2 separate regions of the Mus musculus genome follow, and region 1 is linked to region 2. Evidence: chromatin contacts called from public HiChIP or PLAC-seq data. All regions are on one chromosome and are shown on one strand. Each heading gives the region's core, a stretch centred on a gene start, on an enhancer-like site or on the middle of the called end of the contact. The rest is flanking DNA. Distances are from core to core; before and after follow the strand shown.

The links. HiChIP or PLAC-seq counts read pairs in DNA pulled down with a chosen protein or histone mark.
Region 1: an HNF4G HiChIP or PLAC-seq map of pancreatic cancer cells shows a contact between it and region 2. The contact joins the promoter of Akr7a5 here to the promoter of Cda in region 2. A contact is called at or near these places in 2 of 39 promoter capture datasets (hippocampal neurons and liver) and 1 of 115 datasets of contacts at active chromatin or transcription factors (pancreatic cancer cells).

What each region holds. Positions count from the first base shown.
Region 1 is chr4:139,307,156-139,312,893 of GRCm38.p6, reverse strand. It overlaps Akr7a5 (aldo-keto reductase family 7, member A5 (aflatoxin aldehyde reductase)), which reads right to left and starts at 2,150. Exons shown (of 7, transcript NM_025337.3): 1 at 1,818-2,150. The coding sequence starts at 2,139. It overlaps Slc66a1 (solute carrier family 66 member 1), which reads left to right and starts at 2,186. Exons shown (of 9, transcript NM_145384.3): 1 at 2,186-2,265; 2 at 5,044-5,165.
Region 2 is chr4:138,363,942-138,370,020 of GRCm38.p6, reverse strand. It overlaps Cda (cytidine deaminase), which reads left to right and starts at 2,066. Exons shown (of 4, transcript NM_028176.1): 1 at 2,066-2,231. The coding sequence starts at 2,078.

The sequences.
Region 1 (5,738 bases), core at 901-3,400, 940 kb before region 2:
GCAACTACATGGTGGCTCACAATCATCTATAATGAGATCTGGCGCCCTCTCCTGGCATGTGGGTGTACACGCAGAAGAGCACTCATACATTAAATAAGAAATAAAGACTGGAGATGGAACTCAAAGGGCCAGGCCTGAAAGCATGGAGATCCTTAAAGACTAAGAATTTAGGCAAGAGGGGCTGGGGAGATGGCTCAGTGGTTTAGAGAACTTACTGTTCTCACGAAGTATTCAGAGGTTCTCAGAACCACACATGTTGGTTTACAATCATGTATAAATACAGTCCCAGGGTATCCAGTACCCTCTGTGGGCTCACACATACATGCAGGTAAAAAAAAAAAAAGTTAGGGAAGAGACACGGGGGCCTGAATGTGTTCCTTGAAAGCCATCAATCTTAACACAAATCCCTTTCAGACCCTCAGAAGCCTGTAATGCAAGCGTACTGTAGCTGCTCCTCAGTGCTCTGCACTGTTTCTTCCCAGATATGGAACCAACTACCTGGACTGATGGACGACGGCGGAAGGATGGATGGATTCTGGCAAGAACAAGGGGAGCCCTCTGATCCCACAGGATAAAGGCTAGAAGACCACAGCATCTCCTTACTACAACACCCGCCCCAGCCCCAAGGCATTCTTTCTGTAACCTTTTGCCTGAGGACTTTGGCCCATTGAGTCTTCAGAAGCAGAAATGGGCTAAAGAAGGGGGGGTTGGGGGAGAAAACTGAAATGTTCATTATCAGTAATGTATGTCATCCAGGTGAACTCTACAGCATTCGGCTTGAGAGATCCACTCACTTAAGTGAGCTTTACCCCATGTGAGTCTATGGAGCCCACTGTACAGGAACCGGGAGGAAGAACCTCAGAACAGGTAAAAGTGAGGCCTCTTTACGTATCAGGCACCCTCCTGAGACTCCAATAGCTTCAAGCAAATGAAGGGCGGTTCCCCTCCCCTTCCAACGCGGGACACGCGTCACTGATCACACACGTACTTTGCAACTCTCAAACTCCATATTCCAATAGCTAGGATTGCAGTCTCCGGTGCACCCTACTTACACTGTAGGGCCCATCCCCAGTTCTCTATGGGCTCTGCCTACTGCTCTTCCCGACAAGCTACTCTTTCCTGCACTCCTCAGCAATCGCGGCTACAGTCTTCCTCGTTGGACCTTTAACTCTCCGTGGAGAAATCACTTCTCCCACGGTAGCCTACAGAGCTACAGAGTTTGCCATTGTAAGACCTGGCACAGAGAATGGGCACAAAGGCCGAAATGCCCTCTCCCGACGCCACCTTTCCGCCCCTGCCCCCAGCTGGGCCCTAGGCATTGTTGCCACAGGTCTCCTTGAGATCCACAGGTGCTGTCGACTGCACGGGACAAAGTCTAGTCCGGACAAAAGACCGGAATGATAAGCATTCTCCAGGAGCGCAGAGGTGGTGAGGGCAAGAGGGGTAGGCACGAACAAAAAGCCTGGTGGGGATGGGGGGCGTGTCGGGGGTGGGGGGGCGGCTATGGACAACGGTTGGCCGGGAGGCAGGGATTGCGGTAGGAAGCAAAGCGCCCAGAGTAGGCTAAACATTAGCGTAGGAAGCTTCCTCGCACCCGCCTCGGTAGCTGCAACTAGAAGTTTCTAAGGAGAGGCGGGACAAAGTTCAGTTCACTAGTTCAGGACTCCAGTTGCCTTGGGAGCTTGGGGTAGACCCAGCTGTGGATCCGGAGCTTCCGAAGCTCCTGGATGCAGATCCTGGCTGGTGCACGCCGGTTGCGGGCACCGGCTCAGCTCTACTCGGTGCGGGGGGCGGGGGAGGCCGGGTGCAGCGGTTACCTGTGCAGTCGCCGCTGCCCAGCCCGAGCCCCAGGCCGCCCAGGATGTTCTCGGACTGGCCGTCGCAGTACATGAAGGCCGTGTCCAGCTCGCTGTGGCCGCGCTCCAGGAAGGCGCGGACCGAAGCGGCGCTAGCACTCGCATCCATGCGACGCCCCATCTCCATGGTGCCCAGCACCGTAGCGGGCCGGAGAGGGGCGCCAGAGGCGGCGCGGGGTGGCGGAGGCCGGGACATGGCGAGAGGACGCCCGACCGAAGTCCCGGAGCGCTGCGCGGAGCGAACAGCAGCGCGGCCCACGGCTCTGGACGCTGCACGCAGCATGGAGACTGCGCCTGCGCACTCGAAGCTTCAGGCTCCGCCCACGGCGGGGGGCGGGACTTCGCGGAGGTCAGCTGATCCCGGCGGGCTCGGATCCTGAAGCTGACACCGGCTGTGGATCTTGAACTGGTGAGGATGAAGGGGGCTGGCGGCTGTCCCGGGCTGGGGGGTCGGGACTCCAGACGCGCCCAGCTAAGTCTTTTCTACACCCTCCTCCAGCTCTGCACGGTCCCCGGCGCTGGTCCCCTCCTGGGGAGCGGGATCGTGGGTCTCTGCCCAACCTGGCCAGGGATCCGGGACGGCCCCACTTCTTACCTGCAGGTCCTTGCCTTCCGGCCTCTCGGCTTCCCTGGACTGGGCGGCCTTGTTTTCCCTGCTCTGGGTGGGGGCCTCGCGGCGCTTGCCCCAGCCGCTGCCCTATCATTATCCCTCCGAACCCGCAGAGTCACCGGAAGGAGTTAGAGCCTTGGTTTGGAGGCCAGGAATGGGTAGGATCCCGGAGCCATTGCGCTCCCCTGACACATTCTCCGTAGCTCTGCAGGTAGGGAACCCAGAATGTCCCATTCCTCGCCAAGCTCACCGCAGGATTCCACAGAGGGCTGGTTAGAAATGTGAGGTAAAGGCAGGCGGATATCTGAGTTCGAGGCTACCCTGGTCTACAGAGCTAATTTCAAGGCAGCCAGGGGCTACACAGAGAAACCCTGTCTCAAACTGCTCCCGTTCCCACCTGCCCAAAAAAGAAAGAAAGAAGTGTGTAGTTTCAGGTTCACTTCGTGTGTACTCCATGCTACAATGTGGTCCAGGGGGCTACAGCAAGAACAGAATATTACTGTTGACTGTGCCAGATAGGCTTTGGTGGGAAGCACCTTCCTGGCTTTGCTTGGAATTGGGGAAGAGCTGGATGTGGCAGGAGATACTGTCTCCTGGCCAGCCTTTACGGACATGAGCCGCGAAAGCCAATCCCCTAGTGGGGAATGTATGTAGCTCAGTGGTAGAGCACTTGACTAGCGTGGGATATGGAGGTTTGGCCTGGGTTTTATTGTAGTCTGCATGCAGTTTAGGAGGTAAGTAAGTGCCTTTTAGGATTTCCTTCATTGTATACATCAGAATGCTGAAACTCCAACACTTGCCCAGAGCGACATCTCAGCCCTGGGCCCGCTCAATTTACAAGTTTCCTTGCATACGCTTCCCGCTCCCGCCTCCCCTCTTTTTTCTTGTTCTGTTTCTTTCCTCCTTTTTTTTTTTTCTCTTCATCATGCTTCCTTCCCTCTCCCTCTCCCTCTCCTTTACATTTTCCGAGCCTTTTGTTGTACAGCTGGTGCATCCAGACCCACGAGACTGGGAAGGATACAGACAGGGGAGAGGGGAGAGAGACTTGCTTGAAGAACACTGGTTAACAGGGACAGTGTTGCCTCTTCTCCAGGATTGTGTTCCAGGGGACTGGAGGCGGTGGCGGCAATGTCCCTTGGATAGGCAAGTTAGAAATGGGTCAGGGTATCTCTACTAGGCATTTGTGATAGAGAAGGATTCCCTAGAGGAAGAGAGAGGCTGTGCAGGTGCCTGGGACTCTGAGGACCTGGGGCAGGAGATGAGGTTAGGAGGGTCATTCTTGGGGTCCTTAGGACCTTGCCTCTGTGATTTTGAACTTGATCCAGTATCAGAATGGAACCTGCATCTGCTTTGGTGGGGAGCACCTGCCTGGCTTTCCTTGGAGTTGGAGGGGAAATGGGCGTTGTAGGAGATTGTCTCCCCGACCAGCCTTTAAGGACATGCACCATGAGAGTCAGAATCCTTCATACTAGTGGGGGATACAACTCAGCATTAGACCATTTAACTAGCATCTATGAGGTCCTAGACCCAAGCTTTGGTATCAGGAGTCTTTGCAGAGACTGGGAGAGCTGCATGAACCCAGGGTCCCCGTTCATCTGGTTCCACTGGTGTGGAGAGGCTCCACAGTGGTCAAGATACTGGGGTCTCATCTTTAAGCCATCACTCTCACTGGGTCAGATGGGAGGCTCATAGCTTTATGTTTGGCTCAGAAGGATGTTAATTAGCCCCAGTTCATAGACAGGGTCAGCCAGGCTGACTCGCTTGCCTGAAGCCACTCAACCCTACCTGTAAAATGGGAACAGTGTTTCCCTACCCAGCCTGGGTATTAGATGTTATGAGGAATGACAGTGTATGCATGTGTGATGAATTGGACCACTCCAGATCTACCAGAAGAGGTGTTGGGAGGCCAATAGGATGTGTGTGGCTGATAAACAAGACTTCTTAGGGTGCAGATCTTACCTAGACTGTATGAATTGGGGTGCCAGGTAATTGCTCCCCAAATTGGCTGTGCAGATGTCATCCACACCAGCCACTAAGACCAGGGAAGAACCTTCCAGCTATCCTATGTCCCACCCTAGAGCTGCCACAATGAGCTGACCAGGCAGTGACCAGAGGCACCCTTACCCCAGCTCGAGGAGCTGGTCACATTAGGGCTGAGAGTCTGGGCTTTCTGAGAAAAGATGCTGACTTGCTTCTTCTTCCTGCCCTGCTCACTGCAAGCTCAGCAGTCCTGGGGCCAGCCAGAGCTCTGTGAGGAGTCCAGGCCTCCCTGGCATAGTGGGAACTAAGGTACGGATGGGAGTGAGTCTGTCTGGATGAGGAAACGCCCTCTTAGCTCAGTGACAAAAGGGGAAGCCTGGGCCATGGCAGCCTCCGTGAAGCCTCTCCCATGGGGTTTGCCTCTCTTGCTTTCTGACTGGGTGGCCCTGGCAGATGACTTCCCTGTTGTGGTCTCAGGTTCCTCCAGAATATGTCAGGAAGGTCCATGAGAGGCAGGCGGAGGACACCATGTGCGAATACTGGCCAGGTCTGGAGAAGATGGCTCCAGCTAAACCTTGCTCTCCCTACTCTCTCTAGGTTGTCATGCACGCAGAGTGACCACATAGGAACTCTGTGCAGGTGGCAAGGACTGAGAGGGTGTCTTTCTTCCTGCTCCTTCAACCAGCCATACTCTGGCTTGGGCTGTGGCTTCCTTGTAGGTAAGTATTCTGTATGCCTTTCAAGCTTTGGAAGGAACATGGGCTCCAGCATCTTATCCAGGTACTGGGCAACCCTAGGAACTGCCACCACCTTTTTGTTTTTAACTAATTTTTTTGGGAGGGGTGTTTATTTTTAAAGATTTATTTATTTATTAAAGATTTATTTATTATATATAATAAGCACACTGTAGCTATCTTCAGACAGACCAGAAGAGGGCATCAGATCTCATTACAGATGGTTGTGAGCCACCATGTAGTTGCTGGGATTTGAACTCAGGACCTTCAGAAGAGCAGTCAGTGCTCTTAACCGCTGAGCTACCTCTCCAGCCTAGGAACTGCCTTCTTACCCTACATGAAAGATGCACGTGTTAGCCTTCCCTCCAGTGAGTCCTGGCCTCAGACTGTGTCAGAGTAGAGTCATGAAAAGGAGTGACAGCCTGGCCCGATGGTGTGGATCTGCAATCCCAGCACTCAGATGTCTGACACATGAGACTCGAAGGTTTAAAGGCCAGCTTGGACGATTTGTGAGATCGTGTCTTGAGATAAAAAGTTTAAAAGCGCCGGGCATGGTGG
Region 2 (6,079 bases), core at 817-3,316:
CATAAAATATTTTAAAAGGAAAGAATTATAGTACATCCTCAAGAGGGAGTACAAGTTAAGCAATTCAAGGAAAGAGAAACGCAAGATACAAAAGCTCTCTCTCTCTCTCTCTCTCTCTCTCTCTCTCTCTCTCTCTCTGTGTGTGTGTGTGTGTGTGTGTGTGTGTGTGTGTGTGTATGCACATGAGCAAACATGTTGTTTGTGCCATGTGACTCTGGGTGCATACTCACCATGGCATGCACTTGAGGGTCAGTGGGCAGCTCTGGAGAGTCATTTTCTTGTCTCCTGGGGCCCTCACTCAGGTTGTCAAGCCTGCTGGCCAAGCTCTTTACCAGCTGAGCCCTCCTGCCTGTCCCTTTCCTGTCCCTTTATCTTCTCAGGGTGAGGTGAATAGAGGAGACTACACATTGAATTCTATGCCAGGCCTGCTGTACGGATGGAGAACACCACCATCTTTTTCCCAATGGTAATTACACCTGCCCCCTAAACATTTTAGAGAAAGTCCCGCATCAGTTACATCCACAGACCTGTCCTCACACTGAAAGTCCCCACCCAGGAGAATGAGCAACTGGAGGGCCGGGTCCTTGGTGCTGGCTTTGGGGCAGGGGGTTGAGGGGGGCATAAAAGCCTCTTGAGTCTGGAAATGGTGAAAGGGGACACGTAATGGAGGGAGATGTCGGGAGAAAATGAGGCAAAACTTACCCACCAGGCACTGGCACTGCCGGGCATGGGTTTCATCTATGTATGGCTAGGAGCCCAGGGTCCTGGGTACAGGGTTGCTAAACTATTGGGCAGAGGTGTCTGCTTGTGGGGTGGGGTGGGGGTGGGAGTGGGGAGATGCTGCCCCGTTCTCTGCTCTCTCCTGCCTTCTTCCTCCCAGTCCTCAGCACCACACAAGCCCTCAGAGAAGCTGCTGATTCACTCCTGCTTGGTGACCATCCGGCGACACTTGGACATGTCTGGCTGTGCTGGCTGCAATCCGGCCCACTCTCTATGGACTTGGCCAAGTCACTTAAGGACAATAAGCCGGTTTGTTTGAAGTGTTCCCATGTGCCACTTCTATATCCTCTCCCCACAGACTCCCTGGACCATATTATCATCTCAGTCTGGTAACCACAGGAAGGGACTGCCAATTGTGCACCCATTTTGTAGATAAGGAAACTGAGGCTCTGAGAGGTAGCGCAGCTCTTCCTGGGAGAGCTAATAAACAGATACCTGGAACCCAAGCCACAGCCCACTCTAATCCAAAGCTCCCACACGTCTGTTGCTACCCCCACTGTAGACAGCAAACGTGCCGACGTCTGACAAGGAACCCACTAACATTTGTGTGTAAGACAAAGAGAACAGCCAGGGTGTAAATCCATTTCCGGTACCACCAACCCAACAAGGTTCATGAAGAGGAAGGAAGGAAGGAAGCGAGGGAGGAAGGGAGGGAAGAAGAAGGAGGGCCCTGTTTCCCTCCAGCTGGGATGGTTTTAATGGCTAGGTTAGGACAGGAAGGAAATGAAGCCAAGCTACTGAAAACAGAGACGTTTCCTCGGCTTCGCATACCTTCTAACTTGGCACGCTGACATGGTTGCCCAAGTTCTGAACTTTCAGCCTGAACCCTTCTCTCGGTGTAAAAAACAAGCCATTAAATATTCTGAGGAATCAGGATCCTTTGAGCTTTGACCTCAGGTGTCACACAGACCCACCCAGAATCCTCCTCCCTGGGACTGTGTCTACAGCCATCCACTGAGGTGGCACCCGCCCTGTGGCCCACTCTTGATCTATGTTGACAGTGAGTGAAGTTGTTAAAGGAAACTGTCTCACTGGTGGGCACCACATACCGGTCCACCGTGGGACCCCCGCAGCTCAGTCGTAAACTCCATATCCTCCGGGCTCCCGCCCTGGGAGACTCACTGGGCTGCCAAGTCCTGGCCAGCATCCCGCCAGCCTGGGAGCCAGCCTCCAGGTCTCCCTCTAGCGCAGGGACACACCCCGGGGGAGGAGCCACCTCTTCTTGGCCAGTGCGGGCAGACGGCCAGCACCGGTTTCCTCTCCTCTGCAGCGACCAGCTCACCCGCCTCGGACCGACATGGCCCAGGAACGCCCCTCCTGTGCTGTGGAGCCCGAGCACGTCCAGCGGCTGCTGCTGTCCTCTCGTGAGGCCAAGAAGTCAGCCTACTGCCCCTACAGCCGCTTCCCTGTGGGGGCTGCCCTGCTCACCGGGGACGGGAGGATCTTCTCTGGTAAGGGCTGTCGCCGGAGTCCACTCTGGGGCAGCATGAATGGGGCCCAGGTACAGGTGAAGAGGAGAAACAGCGTGGTCCCCTCCTCACTGCTCCTCCCCTGCTCTCACCGAGGCTGTGGGCTCACTCAACTGCTTATCTGCACAGTGCCTCTCTGTTCTTAGAAGTCTGGAGTGGGGAAGGGAATTTGCACGTGAGATTAGAGGGAGAAGCCAAAATGAAAACCGTCCACGACCTGCATGGCAGGAGACTCGGATTACTTACTGAGTGTCCTGTATGCCCAGTATTCACCTCCCATCCGTTAGTTCTTTCTCTGACCTCCTGCCCAATATTAGACCCATTTTAAGATGAAGAAGTTGAGGCCAGAGGCATGTCCTAAGTTACAGGAGGCACTGGTGATGGGACCCAGGGCTGGACCTCCCAAAGCCCCACCTTCCTGCACCCTGGGGTGCTGGGATTGGCTGGGGAGGGATGGCATCAGGCAGACAGAGCGTTGTTTGTTTGTTTGTTTGTTTGTTTTTGGAGGAGAGGATCCAGACACCGTCTGGGAATCCAGCAGTCTTTACTGAGTTAACAGGATCTGCCCTGAGCTCATGTTTATAGACCCTCAAGCAGGCCAGAATGGGCTGCAGCTATGGTGTGGTACTCGCTCACACAAGGGTCTGGGTTTAGGGGAACAAAAGGAGGGGAAAGAGAATAAGGGAAGGAGAGAGTGGTAGAGAAGGAGAAGGGAGGGAAGGAGGAAGAGAGGGAGGAAGAAGGGGAGGAGGGAGGGAAGGAAGGAGGAGGGAGGAGAGGAGGGAGGAAGGGAAGGAAAAGAAAGGAGGGTGGAGGGGGAAGGGAAGAAGGAAGGGAAGGGAGGAGGGAAGGAAGGAGAAAGGAGGAGGAAAGAAGGGAGCTTGGTAAACTTAAGGACATGTTCAGTTGGGACATGGTGTGGACAGGTGACAACTACAGTGCCCATTCGTATGCCTTGTTGACTGAGCCTCTGTGAGCTTCATGAATCACCCAGCTGTGTGACAAAACCTTCCCTGGGGAGATGCAACACAAGTCTACTCACCCCAGAGAGGGAGCCCACAACAGGTCGAAGTACAGATACCTCCAAAGTCCAACTTGGTGAACCAACTGGACTTACCTACAGGAATATGGGTGAGGGGTCACTTACAGGAGCAGAAAGGACTCAAAAAACCCAGCTGTATCACCAAGGCCCACCCCAGCATGGGTACCAGCTTCCAACGCTGGGAAACTGGAGTTGACTGCACAGCCTGCAGGCAGCTCACAGGTTAGATGGAGAGCATCCTTTCCAGGTGGCTTGGTTGCTGTAGCCCTCTTTCAGGCAGCTCAGCGTCTTTCCTCTGAGAGGGACCCTGAGCTTTTACTGTCTACTCTGGAAGGGGGGCAGGGGTCCAGTGATTCTGGTCAGTTTCAGGGACTTCCTGAAGCTATTTTGAGTTCTCTCGAGATGGGGTTTGTGGAGTATGTGAGCAAGGGGCTTGGGCCAGGACTGTGGAAATAGGAAGAAGAGGAAAGAGATGGGATGACCTGTCAGTCAGTAAAGTGCTGATCTCCAGAGCCGGTAAACATAGGCACAACACACGCTTGTCATCCCAGTGCTGGGTGGATGGAGACAGATGGATCCTTGAGGCTCACTGGCCACAGAGCCTAGCCTGATTGGCAAGCTCCAAGCCAGTGAGAGACTGTCTCAAAGAACAAGGTGGATGGATGGTATCTGAGGAATGATACCTGAAGCTGACCCAGTCTGGCTTCTGTACACATGTGGCAGAGAGAGAGCGAGAGAGAGAGACAGACAGAGAGACAGAGAGACAAACACACACACAGAGATACACACAGACAGGCACACAGAGAGACAAACATACACATGCACAGACAGACAGACAGATACAGACAGACACACACAGATACACAAGCACACAGAGAGAGAGAGAGACAAACACACACACACATGAGGAGGAGGAAGAGGAGGGGGAGGTGGTGTGAAGCTGTGAGAGACAACCAATAGGATGAAAGGAGGGACCAAGAGCACAGTCAGAAGGTTCAGTAGAATGAGGAGCCCTCTGTAACCTATGTGGGTCTCTCGTAATCTCACAGCCAGTGCTGGAGGCAGGCAGGTGAGCATCGTTGTCGTGTACATTAGTCAGGAAGCTTTCTCTCAGCAGTGATAAAACGGATAAAACCGCCAGGCTAGCTCCCATTTCAGGGCAGGCTAACCCAACTCAGATTCCATGACAAGTTTGTTTGTTTGTTTGTTGAAATAGGGTTTCTCCTTGTAGCCCTGGCTGTCCCAGAACAATAGACCAGCCTGGCTTCAAACTCAGATCTCTGCCTGCCTCTGCCTCCTGGTGCTGCTATTAAAAGTGTGCACTGCCATGCACCCAAGTACCTATCATTAGAATGTTTTCTTTTTTCTGTTTTCTGTTTTTCTTTCTTTTTTTTTTTTCCCCCCTTTGGTTTTTCGAGACAAGGTTTCTCTGTGTAGCCCTGGCTGTCCTGGAACTCACTTTGTAGACCAGGCTGGCCTTGATCTCAGAAATCTGCTTGCCTCTGCCTCCCAAGTGCTGGGATTAGAGGCGTGGGCTATCATGCTTGGCTGTTTTCTGTTTTTCAAGACAGGGGTTTCTCCGTCCAGTCCTGGCTGTCCTAGGATTTGCTCTATAGACCAGGGAACTCAATGAGATCCACTTGCCTACGCCTCCCAAGAGCTGGGATTAAGGGTGTGTGCCACCACACCCGGTATAACACGTACCACTCTCACGATGCTTGGTTTCTGTTAGCTGGCAGGTTGGTCCTCTCTACCCACTGGAGAACAGGTTTGGCTCTTCATTCTTTTTTTTTTTTTTTAATTTTGGAGGCTAAATTTTCACATTTAAACCTTTAATCCTTCAGGATAACTCTTTTTGTTTTTTAAGATTTATTATTTTATGAATGTGAGTACACTGTCTTCAGACATACCAGAAGAGGGCATCAGATCCCCATTACAGATGGTTGTGAGCCACCATGTGGTTGCTGGGACTTGAACTCAGGACCTCTGGAAGAACAGTCAGTGCTCTTAACCTCTGAGCCATCTCTCCAGCCCCTTGGCTCTTCATTCTTACCGCCTTTGCATGCACCCTTGCTTTAGATCTTATTCCAAACCCAAGCTCTTTGCTTCGTGGTGACTGTGCAGAGCTGTTACCACTGAGCTGAGGGGTCCTTCTGTCTGCTTGGGATGGAAACCTCAACTAGACAAGGAGAGATAGACTTTTATCTTGGAAGTGCTGGGCCCTCTAGTGCCCCAAGCTTATGGTGTGGACAGGCTGACCCACGGGTTAGTGCTCTACGTCCCGAGATCTAGATGTTTGTGGTGCTGCAGCCTAGAAGTTAGAGACCAAGAGCTTCCGGCTCTGGGCTTTGATTGGCAGTGGCCTAGCTAATACTCAGTAGCCAGTGACTGCCTTGGATGGTGACAGCAGTCACTGTGATCAGCTGCCATTGTGGCTCCCAAGCCAAAGGCTTGTCAGCTACCTAGAACGCTGATGCCTAAGGCAGGCTCACCCCTAGCTCTCCCAAGCTTCTACTCTCTGAAACTCATTCTGTTCGGTTTTGGTTTTCAATACCGGGTTTCTCTGTGTAGCCCTTGGCTGCTCTGGAACTTCCTCTGTAGATCAGGCTGGCCTCGAACTCCCAAAGATGGCCTGTCTCTGCCTCCCACACCCAGTGTCTCTCTGAAACTCTTTAGTCACCCACGTTTTGTTTGTTTGTTTTTGTTTTTGTTTTTTTGCCACAACTGTCAGGGCCAGCACTGTTTTTGTTGTCTCCTCTTTGCTTTCATTCCCTGCTCAACATGCCCC